Linked DNA regions of Pan troglodytes: region 1 is linked to region 2. Evidence: chromatin contacts called from public Hi-C data. All regions are on one chromosome and are shown on one strand. The core of a region is the stretch at or near the end of the contact, and the rest is flanking DNA. Distances in the headings are between cores, read along the strand shown. Region 1 has its middle 22 kb from the start of CHRNA9. Region 2 holds the start of N4BP2 (NEDD4 binding protein 2).

Region 1 (2,700 bases), core at 28-2,527, 250 kb before region 2:
CTGGGGACTGGAGTGCAGTGGTGCCATCTCAGCTCACTGCAACCTCCGTCTTCCAGGTTCAAGTGATTCTCCTGCCTCAGCCTCCTGAGTAGCTGGGACTGCAGGTATGTGTTACCATGCCTGGCTAATTTTTGTATTTTTAGTACAGATGGGGTTTCACTGTGTTGTCCAGGCTGGTCTCGAACTCCTGACCTCTGGTGATCCTCCCACTTTGGCCTCCGAAAGTGCTGAGATTACAGGCATGTGACACCACACCTGGCCAGTGAGCACTTTAAAGAACTAGAATGTACCCTTCTCTGTTCCTTTCCTCCTGACCAGTGACTGAAACGCTGAACCAAGCTTGGAGCTGGAGCAGCCATTTTGGGCCATGAGGTAGAAGCCATGTGTTGAAGAGAATGGAACAAGATGGAAGAAACCTGGTGATCAGGGAGCCGCCATAACAGTCTTGGGTTGTCTCTGTTTACATGAGAGGTAAATAAATTATTATTATTTATTATTTTTTTTTTTTGAGATGCAGTATCGCTCTGTCACCCAGGCTGGAGTGCAGTGGCACGATCTCAGCTCACTACAACCTCCACCTAAGCAATTCGCTTGCCTCAGCCTCCCGAGTAGCTGGGACTATGGGTACCTGCCACCAGGCCTGGCTAATTTTTGTATTTTTGGTAGAGATGGGCTTTCACCATGTTGACTAGGCTGGTCTCGAACTCCTGGCCTCAAGTGATCCACCCACCTTGGCCTCCCAATGTGCTGGGATTGCAGGCATGAGCCATCGCACCCAGCCTTTATTATATCCAGTGATTTAACAAAAACCACTTATATTTGGGGTTTTCAGTTATAAGTATTATGTTCGAACACAGAAAGTGAAACTATTTGAAAGTTTCTTGTAGAATTGGCTGGGAAGAAAGGCAATTCATTCCCTTTGAAGGATTTCATTCCCGGGATGTGGCTGCCTGCTTAAAGAGCAGGTTCCATTCTGTAGAGGAAGCTTGGGAGACAAGGAAAGACCCTCATTTCAAAAATATAGCCACTTCACTTCCTGCTGACTTGAGTTTTTGTTTTGTTAAACTGGTTTCTCTTTTAAAACAAATGTCCCCTCAGTAAGCTAAGCTCATTGATTGTTCACACCTGAGAACCAGAGCATCCTCTGCTGATTAGTAAGGAGTTTGGGGGAAGGGGAGTTGCGACTAGGCTGCAGGAGGAAGTGACACTTGGGGGAGGATAGGCCAAGGTGGTGGGATTGATTGAAAGTCCCTGAAAGCAGGGAAACAAAGAAGTGGGAGAAGGGCCAGACAGGGTCGCGCTCACGCTCTAAATCGCACTGGCTCGGCTTTGACTTGCTCTCAAGACACTGGGAACAGCGCATGACCACCAGAGGGCAGCAGCGCAAGATGAAATTAACAGGGACTCTTCACAGGGCCCCTGGCTTCAGGTCCCAGGGAGAGCCAGCCTTCCCATCCAACCTGGATCTGCCTGGTTTTCTTTGTCCAAAGTCAACCAGGGTGGAAGACTTCAACCAAAGTGGGCAGGGCCCACTTTCATACACATTCCTACAGGGATTCCTGGTGATGGTCGTTCCCCCTCTCTAGTCCACTGATGCCATCTCTATCACACATTTAACATTGTATTAAAATAGTCTTTAATGTGGGTTATATATGCTTTTTACCTAGCCATGCCCTAAGCAATCAGACCTGTGAAATGATGATTTTGGTGTGCTGGTGTGTGTATGTTATAATTATTACATTAGAATATCTATATCACCAGAAAATCATCTATCACCTATAGGATGTATATCACACTTGGAAAAACATTGCATTACTTCATTAAATTCCCCCCAATGACCCAATGAAGAAAGTGATATTATTCTCCCCATTTTCTAGATGAGGAAACTGAGGCTCAGAGAGGTTAAATATCTTCCTCAAGAATTTTCGCCAGAGCTGGGATTTGAACCAAGGTCTGCTTGACTTAGAAGGCAGTGGTCCTTGCTTTCTCCCGAGGAGAAGGGAGCAGAGATACCTAAAGATGCCTGACTCCCAATCCCATCGGAACATGCCCCCCGCGGGCTCACTTCCTCTCTTCTTTGTCTTCATTTTCTAAGAATGTCTTCTTTCCACTAAAACGAAACACTCCAGAATGCATTCTGCATGAATAAAGACTGCCAACTCCATGGCAGAAATAACATTCCTTTTGGGAATATTTATCACTTCTAAAATGATGATAAAGAAATTCAACAGTTTGTATTTCTGGACGAACTAGGGGAGAAGAGGAAATAAAGTATCTACAGAGTATCACAACACACCTACAGGAAGCTGAGCAAAGTAGGCTAATCACACTGGGCCCGGAGGACGGCTGGTAACAGAAACCTCGACGTTTATCTGAAGTGACTGCTCATCCCCGGGCACCACGGTGACAGGTGTGATAGAAAGATAAAACCCTAGACTCTGCTGCTCACCTGCTGTGGGGCCTTGGTCAAGCCACTTCTCTCTGAGCTTCAATTGCCCCATCTGTAAGAGGATAACAATTCCAGCCTCAGGGGGTCATCATAGCAACAAATGAGGAACCTGTAAATTAGTGCGAAAACACCCCACTTACTACTACTGTTTTTAAATGATTGTGAGAGTAAAAAGGGCCTTGGTGTTCAGAACCCAATCAGCTTAGAGTGAATTGTAGCACTTGGCAAATACTGCCTTTTCTGCTTGGAAA
Region 2 (2,700 bases), core at 132-2,631:
TTTTCTGAGAGGCTAGGTTCATCTCCAGGATTTTCTTCTAGGAGCTCAACCAATGGCCACCTTTACTGAGTTAACCAGTCTCCAGGCAAGCAGCCCTTGCTGATTGGCTCAAAGATGTCGAGTAGAAAAAGCAGCCAATCCTGCCTTCAAGCCAGAACTGTGCCATGGAGACATTACAACCACTGCATGGCGAGAATGTGTACAAACCTGTCCGTGCCACAAATATCAGATCCTAGTTACAAAGACTGCCGCCGAAAGGAAGAGCCTTTGAAGCCAACACTGACACTGACCTGTCATCTACATTCTATTACTCTAGCTCTCTTTCGGAGGGAAAAAAAAAAAACTATTTTAACCAAAAGCGCATGAGAGATAAACTGTGCCCCCGCTAAGATGACTCACTCTATTGAGGATGAATTTCCAAACGGACGGCTTAGAGAGAGTCCCGATGAGAGAGGGGCTCTAGAAGGGTCCCATTGAGGGACAAAGTTGCAGATGGGGGCAGGGGAGGCGGGACGAGGGCCAAAGACACACAAATGCCGGGGAGGGGAAAGTCTCCCCGCAGTCTCCAAAATCCGAACGTGTGAGTGGCTGTGTGTCTGGACTTGAACTGAGTAAATAAACGGCTCTGCTAGGACTATGTGCTCAGGAAGGTGGCCTGAAGTTCCCAGAAGGCTCCGCCTGGCAAACACCTAAGGCGCCTGGAGGGGCGCAAGGTCAGGTCCTGGCGGGAACAGATCTGGGAGGAAACCTCGGGGGGTCGAGAGGGGTGTGTCTGGGGCCTGGAGGCCCGCCAGGCACTCGGAGGCCAAGGAAGCGGCCGCGGCCCCCGCCTTCGCCCGGCCTCGGGCTGAGCGCCAGGGCCCGCCTCTCGCCGACGCCTCACTTCCCTTCCGTCCGGGCAGCCGGGCCCGCGGGTCAGTTCGGAGGCGGCCCGCGCCGGGCCCCACATTCAGGGCTTGGGGGTTCACTCGCCGCGCCGCCCGCCGCTGCTTCAGGCCCTCCGCTTCGGCTCGGAGCCCCGGGACCCCTAACCTCCAGGGCCCTCACCTTGGACCCGCCTCCCTGCCTCCCACCCGCCGCCTTTACCTGCTTCTGGAGCGGGCAGAGGGCGTCGAAGCCGGTGCCGCGTCGTCGAACGCACAACGCGGCGCCGCAGGTCCGCAGCCCTTTCCCGCCGGCGCCACTGCGCTCTCCCGCGCCGCGCAGGGCTAGCAAGCAGCTGCGGCCGCGGGGGAGACACGGCGAGCGCGCCCGGCGGGGAGACACTGCCGCTCTCCGTCCGGCCGGGGAAGAGCAGCCGCGCAGAAGCCCGCCGCGAGAGGGCGGGTGGGCGGCCGGGTGGGGAGGGGTCTCGAGGCGCCGGCAATGGCTGCCACGTCGCCCAGGTGGATCGCCGCCCACCGCGCCCCCCCCAAGCCCGCCGGCTGTCCGCCACGACCTCTGCTTCGTCCCTGAGCTCCGCCTCGGCGCGGCGGCCCGGGGGACTTGAGCCCGCGGGCGCTCCCACCTCTCCCGCTCCCGCTCTCCCTTTGGAGAGCAAGCCCTGCCCGGCCGGTTCGGCTGCTTCCGGTCGCCCACCCCCCAAGGCTCGCCCGAGAGCGGGCCGTGGTCCCCACTTTTCTTATCAGGGGGTCCCTGGAGGAGCAAGCCCTTCTTCGAGTGTCGGGTTCTGCCGGGGGGGAAGGCGGGAGCTGTTTGGCGCTGGGGAACATTGCAACAGGCCCGGAATTTTTGCCAAAATAAGCGGCGCGGTAAACCACAGCTGTTTCTAGCCCTCGGCACTCTCCCGAGCCCCAAAAAACAAAACAAACACAAGGTCGGCCTCGCGGGGTGAGGGGAGAGAGGAAAGCAGAGCTGGGACGAGCCCTGACGCGCGCGGGGTCCAGGCTGCAAGTTGGGAGGGACGGCGAGGCGAGCGACCGGCCTCGGCATTGCCTGACTAGGGCCGTGGCCGCTGCGGCGGGCACGGGAACCCGCCTTCTCGCGCGCGGCCCTCCCGCGGGGGGCTTCCAGGCGCGCGGCCTCGGAGCCCCACGGGGAGACAAAGGGGTAGGCGACTGCCACGGGGTGGAGGGAGGCCGCCCAGCCCCATCGGCCCTGCCAGCGTGCGGTCTGAGCTCGGGGAATGTGTGCGCCTTAGCCGGTGGAACCGCAGCCGCTGGCCTTTGCCCCCAGTTCGAGCTTGAGTTTTCGGGTGCCAAGAAAAAGCAAAGACGTACTCTTCCCTCTTGGAACCGCTGTAGTATGAGTCCGTCCCCAAGCCTGCACCATTTTTTTTCTCTCAACTCTGCTTTCCCTGGTTTATTTGTTCTGGGTTCTGATGTGAAATGTTTAGTGTTTTCAGGGTACGCAAATTTTTCACCTTTGCTTTCTGGTTGGTGGTGGTGGTGGTGATGGTAGTGGTGGTGGTTTTGCCTGTTTTTTACTTCCTCCGTCCCCTCCCTTTGCAATTACTTTTCATTCCACGTGCAGTGGTTTTTCCCAGAATAGAGAAGCGAAATAACCTCATGACAAAGTGTCCCTTTGCATCGAAGATACATTGTTGGTTGTTATGGCAGTTGTAAACAGAGTGTAAATTTAAACAGAGTGTAAATTTGGGGCAAGTGGTTTTTGTCGTTTAGGTCTAACTGGAACACTTATTCACAATGAGAACGTTGTAGTGCTTTTTCAAGAAACTAGTAATATATAAGGAGAGAACTC

What was found. Hi-C and Micro-C count contacts between places; a contact is called where the count stands out from the background.
Region 1: a Hi-C map of stem cell-derived neural progenitor cells shows a contact between it and region 2, with 8 times the contacts expected there. The contact joins the enhancer-like site here to the promoter of N4BP2 in region 2. A contact is called at or near these places in 2 of 7 Hi-C or Micro-C datasets (blood and stem cell-derived neural progenitor cells), 1 of 1 datasets of contacts at active chromatin or transcription factors (stem cell-derived excitatory neurons) and 1 of 1 other capture datasets (stem cell-derived neural stem cells).

The regions. Positions count from the first base shown.
Region 1 is chr3:40,635,253-40,637,952 of NHGRI_mPanTro3-v2.0_pri, reverse strand. No RefSeq gene overlaps it. Among named protein-coding and RNA genes, the nearest start is that of CHRNA9, 22 kb to the left of the region's middle. Within about 2 kb of position 1,277, at least 6 of the 24 cell types and tissues checked have an H3K27ac peak or open chromatin away from gene starts, as enhancers often do. A contact at or near this core is called in stem cell-derived neural progenitor cells and stem cell-derived neural stem cells, where this site is marked.
Region 2 is chr3:40,382,587-40,385,286 of NHGRI_mPanTro3-v2.0_pri, reverse strand. It overlaps N4BP2 (NEDD4 binding protein 2), which reads right to left and starts at 1,381. Exons shown (of 16, transcript XM_009447528.5): 1 at 1,087-1,381.